2 separate regions of the Mus musculus genome follow, and region 2 is linked to region 1. The links are chromatin contacts, called in public Hi-C maps. All regions are on one chromosome and are shown on one strand. Each heading gives the region's core, a stretch centred on a gene start, on an enhancer-like site or on the middle of the called end of the contact. The rest is flanking DNA. Distances are from core to core; before and after follow the strand shown. Region 1 has its middle 36 kb from the start of Zcchc14. Region 2 overlaps Jph3 (junctophilin 3).

What was found. A called contact is a pair of places that touch in the nucleus more often than the background predicts.
Region 2: a contact with region 1 is called in a Hi-C map of cerebral cortex, with 3 times the contacts expected there. The contact joins two enhancer-like sites. A contact is called at or near these places in 4 of 484 Hi-C or Micro-C datasets (cerebral cortex, palatal mesenchyme, peritoneal macrophages and 1 more), 1 of 115 datasets of contacts at active chromatin or transcription factors (embryonic stem cells) and 1 of 9 other capture datasets (embryonic stem cells).

The regions. Positions count from the first base shown.
Region 1 is chr8:121,685,917-121,689,822 of GRCm38.p6, reverse strand. No RefSeq gene overlaps it. Among named protein-coding and RNA genes, the nearest start is that of Zcchc14, 36 kb to the right of the region's middle. Within about 2 kb of position 1,747, at least 66 of the 459 cell types and tissues checked have an H3K27ac peak or open chromatin away from gene starts, as enhancers often do. A contact at or near this core is called in cerebral cortex, where this site is marked.
Region 2 is chr8:121,770,154-121,774,059 of GRCm38.p6, reverse strand. The region is part of intron 2 of Jph3 (junctophilin 3); the gene reads right to left. Among named protein-coding and RNA genes, the nearest start is that of Jph3, 42 kb to the right of the region's middle. Within about 2 kb of position 2,094, at least 36 of the 459 cell types and tissues checked have an H3K27ac peak or open chromatin away from gene starts, as enhancers often do. A contact at or near this core is called in cerebral cortex, where this site is marked.

The DNA of each region.
Region 1 (3,906 bases), core at 498-2,997:
AACATTAGCTGTGTGCAGAACTGGGCTTGTGAAGGCTCACTGGTTCTGTACTCCTTGGCTGTCCAGAGAAGGACCTTGAGGCCCAGAGATACTGGCAGGATTATTCAGGGTAACACAGCGGGACCTGAAAACCTCCTGCAGGTCATGCCTTCAGAGTGTTGGTACAATAGTGACTACGGCAGCCTTACGCTGGGCTGACCTGCACACAGTGAGTCCCACTGTCCTGATGAGGCAGCAGGCTTGAGACCTGTCACTGTCTGTGGTTTTAGCCTGGGGTCTTCCCAGCGGTGGAAGCCTTTAGGGGCAGCTAAAGCAGGGAAGGTGAGGGACCTGAGAAGCCTTAGGTGACAGCCAGCCACAGAACCAGGCTCGCCAGCCTGCAGCTGCAGGAAGTGAGCTCTGCCGGCAGCCCTGGTAAACTGGAAAGCAGATGCTCTGACAGCCAAGTCTCCATGAACAGCAGACCCTGTACAAGCTGAGCTGGACCCTAAGAGGCACTGAGGTGATGGTTGTGTGTTGCTCTGGGTGGTTGCATTTGTGGGTACATTAGCAGCACACCTACCCCCCCCCCCAGCTCCTAGCGCATGAGCAAATGTCCTGTGGCTTTCTCCCTTACACACCCATCTACTCACAAGCACAGAGGGCATGCAGATGCCAGAGGCTGTGGGTTTCCCTTCACTGAGAGGATCCCTGCCTTCTAACATGACATTCGTGAGTCTTCTGCTTCTAGCCACTCTTGTTAGCAGGGTGTGATATGATTGTGGGGGGCGACCGCCTGTCTTCTTTTCTGAGGCTGGGTCACTGGTTCGCACAAACTGGATTGAATCTGAAAATTAACCCCCAGCTTCCTGGCCGGTTGTCTAAGGAATCTTGTGGGGTGAGGAGGCAGATCTGGGTTCTCCAGTCAGGCAGCAGGTCCTGCTCTTGTGGTGACTGCTGGGGGGTGGGGCGGGTCTTAGAGGTGAGCAGCCTGCCTGAGACCTCTGCCTCCTGTAGGCAGGTTTCCTTGCCATCAGAGACACACACTCTGAAGAACTGAGAAGCGACTTCTGGGGAAGTCGCCTTGCTGGGACCTCTGACAGCTTTAGCAGAGGGGAGGTTTTCCATGACTTAAGCTGGGGGAGGGGTTACTGTCTTTTCTGTCCTCAAATGGGGGATGGGAGAAGGTTAGTGGGTGAGGCAGATCATGCGGAGGGAGATGGGGAGGCTCTTTAATGAAGCAGAGAGCAGTTAGCAGCCATCTTGGTCCAACATACTGGTCTCATCCGGGTTTGCATGATCTCCTGTCCTTCCTGTTTGAGCAGCAGTTGCAGCTGCATGGGGCTTTGCTGACATGATAGTGCTTCACTGTCCCCATCAAGACACGATGACTGTGAATTTGCCTCTTCCCTCCCCCCTCCCCAGCCCCTCCCCCCCCAGACAGGGCCTCACTGTGTAGCCCTTGCTGGCCTGAAACTCACTATGTAGGCTGGGCTAGACTGACAGAGATCTACCTGCTTCTGCCTTCTGATTACAGGCGTGAGCCACCGCGCCTGGCTGAATTAGCCCCTTGTGTTTCCTGTGCTAAATTAGCCTAATTCAGTTCTAGACAGCTTCATGAATAGATTTAAACAAAGTCCAGCAGCTAACAGGTCCTTAATGCTGGAAGGTGGGGGTGGAGGGGTTCCACCCCAGGTCTCTCTGATGGTAACTATGAGCCCAGGCCTCCTGGGTAGAAATCTACCATCATCAAGGCCTCCACCAGTCCCTGGGAGCCTGGGGCTCCTCATAGCCCTGTTGCCATGGCAACAGCAGACAATGGTTTCTGTGGAGTTCGGTTCTAAAAATAATTTCTAGATCGGTCAGGGTGAGGTGGGCTCTGCTGGCAGGTTCTAATGCCACAACAGGGAAGGGGAAATGAGATCCTAGCCTGGGAGATTGGCTCAGGCTCTGCCCTGGCCGGCTGGGCCTTTTTATCCTGAAGCAGCTAGAGTTGGCTTTCAGGGATGCAGCTGGCAGATCAGAAGAGGCCGCCTGGAGCGCTGTGAGGGTGCACCAGCTCAACCTGGAGGCTGAATAAAATGCTGACCAGGTATTCTACAGGCCTCCTAAGGAGGACCTTTCTGTGGCTCAGCACAAGCTCCAGATGTCATAGGGCAACTGCAGAATCAGTTCGAGAGAGAGATGGGCAGAGCAGTCTAGTGCTCGGGATCTGAGAGGTGGGCAGAGCCCATCCCGTGCCCCTGAGAGGTGGGCAGAGCCGCTCCGTGCCTGGGTTCTGAGCGCGCAGGGAGGAAGCAGCTCAGAGAAAAGATGGAAAAAAGGTCTCTGGGTAGAGAACTTGCTCAACATGCACAACGTCCTGTGTTCCATCCCCAGCACCATACGGATGTGGGATGTGGTGGCACACCCTGCATCCTAGCACTGCGGGGGCGGGGGGCGGGGAGGGGGGGAAGGCCACAAGTTGAAGGTCATCCTCTAATAGACAGTTTGACCCCATCTAATAAATAAATAAATAAATAAATAAATAAATAAATAAAAAAGGCAAGAGATTAGAGAGGCGGCTCAGTGGTTAAGAGCACTAACTGTTCTTCCAAATGACCTGGGCTCAATTTGCAGCACCCACATGGTAATTCACAAATATCAGTAACTCCAATTCCAGGGGATCCAATGACCTCTTTTGGGCTCTGTGGGCACCAGGCATGAGTGTGGCACACAGATGTACATTCAGACAAAGCACACACACACACACACACACACACACACACACACACAAAGGCAAGCCCTGTGTTTTCCTCAGATACTTAGGGGAGGCCAATCACTGCTGGTCTTTACAGCTTGGTCTCTGCTTTGACAGCTGAGTGTAGCTACATGAGCCCTGACCTCTGAGAAGGTCAAATGTCAAGTGTCATAAGCGACTCATAACTGATCGCTGAGGAAGTCTCCATCCTCTCAAGGCTTTGTGTTTGTGTGTGTGTGTGTGTCTGTGTGTGTGTGTGTGTGTCTGTGTGTGTGTGTGTGTGTGTGTCTGTGTATGTGTGTGTGTCTGTCTTGAGAAGGGATTCTGACACTGCTGCTGTCACTTGGTTGTGAGCTTGGTGACAGCGCCCTTGTTAGCCCAAGCAGTCTGAAGACCCAGAAGGCAGAGATGACCTTGATGTGGGTGGGAGTGTACATGGCTGGCGGATCCCAGAGACTCCTGAGTTTTCCCTCAAGTTTTTCTTTTCCAAATAGCAGGAACATTTTCTTAAAATGGCAACAGTGGATTCGTGGAGATGTCTCAGTGAGCAATGGCCCTTGCTGCACCAGCGCAATGACCTGGGTTCCATCCCCAGATTCCACGGTAGAAGAGAGCTCTCATCAGTGGTCCTCTGACCTCTGAATGAAAAGAAGAAACAGAAAAGGAAGGACACGACCATCCCCAGGTGTGCTGGGGGAGAAAGTTTATTGTTGATAAAAGGGAGAACATAGCCAGAGGCAGGAACATCTGGGAGAGGCCAGAGTGGATGTGACCCTAAAGCATGTGAGGAGAGGGGGGAGGGGAAGGAAGAGAGAAGAGCCAGAGACCAGGAGGCCAGGAGAATCATCATACATAAAAGGCCCGGATAACCAAAATGGTTGGATTATACAGGGAAGGGCAGCCCAGCTCCTGGGCTGGAGAGTTTAGTGTAATGGTATAACAGGAAGGGACTGAGGGATGCTGGGAGAATCTGGCAGCCAGGTCCACTTTGATGTGTTATAGGCACCTCAGCCATTTGTCATTGATTTTGAGGCCTTATCATGCACACATACACAAAGATGATTTGTAAGTTTAAAAAAAAAAAAATCAGCTGTGGTCGCCCACACCTGCAATCCCAGGACTTGGATGAGTAGAAGCAGAAGGATCAGGAATTCAAGCCTTCAGCTAGGTAAGGAGCTTGCGGCCAG
Region 2 (3,906 bases), core at 845-3,344, 84 kb before region 1:
GACAGACACTGGAGCCTGCGCACAGGACAGGGCCTGCCCAGTGAGAAGGGTCAGTGGGAGGCTGGCACAGTGGCCAAGAAGCACGTCCAGGCCCCAATGCAGACACACTAATGCGTGAGATCACTCTGGGGCCATCGAGACGGCACACTTGAGATGCAAGTGAACATTTCACTTCTGTCTTCGAAGGATCACTTTCTCTTCTGGAGGCGGGGTCTCACTAGGTACCCCAAGCCAGTGTGGAATTCACAATCCTCCTGCCTCAGCCTCCTGAACAGCTCCAAGAAACCTCACTGTGGATGTGCAAATACACTAAAACCCAATAAAGTCTGAAATCTAGGGCATTTTCATCACAGTATCACAGCTAGCCAGAGCGCTACAGTTCCCACACATCAGACATGGGACACTAATCTAGAAGCCACATCACATGGTCCACCTCACTTCTGGCTTTTTTCCCCTTAAACTTTTTTTTTTGGTTTTGTTTTTTGACACAGGGTTTCTCTGTGTAGCCCTGGCTGTCCTGGAACTCACTTTGTAGACCAGGTTGGCCTCGAACTCAGAAATCTGTCTGCCTCTGCCTCCCAAGTGCTGGGATTAAAGGCGTGCACCACCACTCCCGGCTTTTCCCCTTAAACTTAACACCACACTTTGGAATCTGTGTCACGTTCGTGGACTGGCAGAACTTCCTGGTTCTGCTCACTGAGTACCTCGAGCGGAATGTGGCCACGTGTCATTTCCTGCCCAACGGTGATCTGCTGATCACATTTGACTTTTGCATTTCAAATCTGTTTTGGGGATCCATTTCTAGAAATGTGACCTCCTAGCTAAGACCTGTGCCGTACTGGACATGATGAGAGCTCTCCTGGGAGACCTGTCCACGGCTCTCCTGCACAGCGGGTTGGGAGAGCTCACCCATCTCTCCCAGGCTGGCAAGCAGGGCAGTATCATCCCAACGTAGCTTTAATTGCATTTCTCTTTTTGTTTTGCCTTTTTATTATTTTTGAGGCAGGGTCTCGTGTAGCTTGGGCTGGCCTCCAGCTTAGTATGTAACCGAGGATGACCTGAACAAATGATCGTCAGTCTTCCTCCTAAGTGCTAGGCTGACAGTCATGTGTCACCATGCCTGTAGTTACAATAGTAACAATTATTATACATAATATATTACATAAATATTACTATAATTAATAACCATTATTTTAAAATTATTATACCTAATATATTTTATATAAATATTATAATAATTATTAATAATCATTTTTTAAAAGTCAACCCTGGGTACCAGATCATTTTAAAAATTTTAAAAATGTATTTTATGTCTATAAGTACACTGTGGCTGTCTTCAGACACACCAGAAGAGGGCATCAGATCCCATTACAGGTGGTTGCTGGGATTTGAACTCAGGACCTCCGGAATCCGAGCAGTCAGTGCTCTTAACCACTGAGCCATCCCTCCAGTCCTTAGCATCATCGTTAATAATGGGTGTTTGTCTATGTGTCTATGTGCACATACATGAAAGAGCCTATGGGGACCAGAAGAGGATGCTAGACCTCCTGGAGCTGTAGTTCCAAGTGTCTGCGTGCCACTCAACATGGATGCTGGAATCTGAACTCTGGTCCCTGTGACAGGGAGCCATCCCTCCAATGCCTCCACCCGGATTTACACAGTGCTGGAGACTGAACCCAGGGCTTAGTGCAGCGTAGTAAGCTGACTGTCTTGCAGGGTTCAGGTTGCTTTGCACATGTAAGCACGCACTCACTGGAGAGCTGTGTCTTAGCCCTTGCACTTTTGAACCAGAATCTTGCTTTGTGGAGAGGATCTTGCTGGTCTAAACTTTGCAGCCCTGCCTCAGCCTCCCAAGCGTTGAGTCTGTGAGAGCGCACAGTCGTGCTCCATGTAGTAAGGAATCAGCCCCTGACTGCACACCTGGAGCTCACCTCGGAGGTGTGAGGCAGAGTCCCACTTTCCTGTTCCCCAAACGGAGCCAGTCAATGAGCAGCACCGAGGTCTGCATCAGCTAAATGCCACCATCTGAAAGCCATGTTCCCAACGGCCTCTCTTTTCCCTGTGTTAGTGCCTCCTCCTGTGGTCACCTCTGTGGTAGCTGGAACGCCACCTCACCAACTCACCACCGCTGAGGGGAACACCAGGGCTGACTCTGGAGGTGGGGGTTAGAAAGCCAATTTTAGAAAACCAGGCAGTCCAACGAGAGAAGGGTACGGTTTTCCTGGCAGGAATGGCAGTTGGGTTCCCCTGTGGGCAGAGTTCTGCTCAGAATACTGTCATAACCTCAGGCCACCCCACATCACAAGTGGGGAAACAGTTGTTTATGAGGGGAAGCCGGGCTGAGGCTCATCTCCCTCCAGTGCTGAGTCTGCCCCGTCAGAGAGCTCTTGGCCAGTCAGAGAAAAGGCTCCACCCACACCATCCAGATTCTATGTGTGTGTGTTTGGGGGAGGGGGGTGGGGTGGGGGTGGGGAGGATAGAGAGGATGCATCTCGGTTGTCATGACAACCCCAGTGCTCTAGGAGCTCAGGAAAAGCAAAGGCAGGTCGATTTTTAAGCATTCTTTCACCCTCCTTCCGGCGCCTCCCCTCACCTTCAGGCCTCCTATCTATCTTTAGATCCAGCACCCCCTCTTTTCCCTCACCCTACAGCCCACCCCCGTGCCCAGGAATAGCAGGCCAACCACGCAAACTGTACGAGGAACAGCCTAGAGACCCACTGAACAGGGCAGCCTGGCCACCAGGCTGGGCTCAGGGTCTTTTCCCAGGGGTGGCCAGGCGGGCCCTAACCACAGGAGCCCAGGGGGACAGGTCAGACATGGGCTAACGTGTACACTGAGGCCCTCACACGTGTGGGCAGACACAGTAACCTGAAGCCTCTGCTTTGCCTTTTCAATGCCCATCTTAAATCCGATCTGGGGGCAACTCTGCTGTACTCGGTGAAAGGAGGAAGAGGGTGTCTGCAGGGGCCTCCTGACCCCACAACAGAGGGCATGTTCACAGGCAGAAACTCTGAACTGGGCATGATGAAGCAATACCAGAGGCACATAGGGAGGCCTCATCCATGGAGTCTCAAGCGTGGCTGCCTGGCCTCAGGGATGGACCAAGGGGATCGTGTATGACGACCCTGCTCTCCTCTACCCTGGGCCTCGACACTGGGCCTCGACACTGGGGTGGGGTGGGGTGTGTGTGTGTGTGTGTGTGTGTGTGTGTGTGTGTGTGCGTGCATGTCTGCTATGGCACTACCTGGCTACCAGAACCCAGATTTCCATGGGGCAGAGGGCAAAGAGGAAGTTGACCTCCTCCATCAGTGGGACCCCAGCAGCCCCCCAGGAGCTCAGTGGGACCAGGTGGAGCCTGGGCACCAAGGTGAGAGGTGGGGACCTGTCTGGGGGTCAAATGTACTCACAATGTCAGCTGGCTTACCTGTAAGACATGCCTTGCTGGGCACAGGCCTGACACCAATCCCGCCACCTCTGAAGCCCTTTCCTGCCAACCCTTCTGGAGTCCCCATCTCACCTTTATTTGTGTCCCGTGTGAGCAGGTCACACGGCAGCTGGATGCACCCCCATGAGCTAAAGGTAGGGGGGTTCAGGGCAGCACCACAAGCGCTGGTTAACTCAGTCAACAGATGAGAGCCACTCTCCCTGATGCTGTCTGCATGAGCAGCCTGGCAACCAAGGACAGGGGTGAGAGGTGGGGTTGGGGGAGAGCTCAGAGACCTGCCAGCATCATCTCACACAGTAGGGCCAGAGATCCAATCTGATGAAGGGGAGAGAGAGAAGGAAGGAGGAAGAGAAGGAGAGAGAGGAAGAAGAAGAGGAAGAGGAGGAGGAAGAAGAGGAGGAGATGTCAGAGGAGGAGGAGGGAGAGCTGGAGGGGAAGCCAGTGCCTGAGCAGGGTGTGA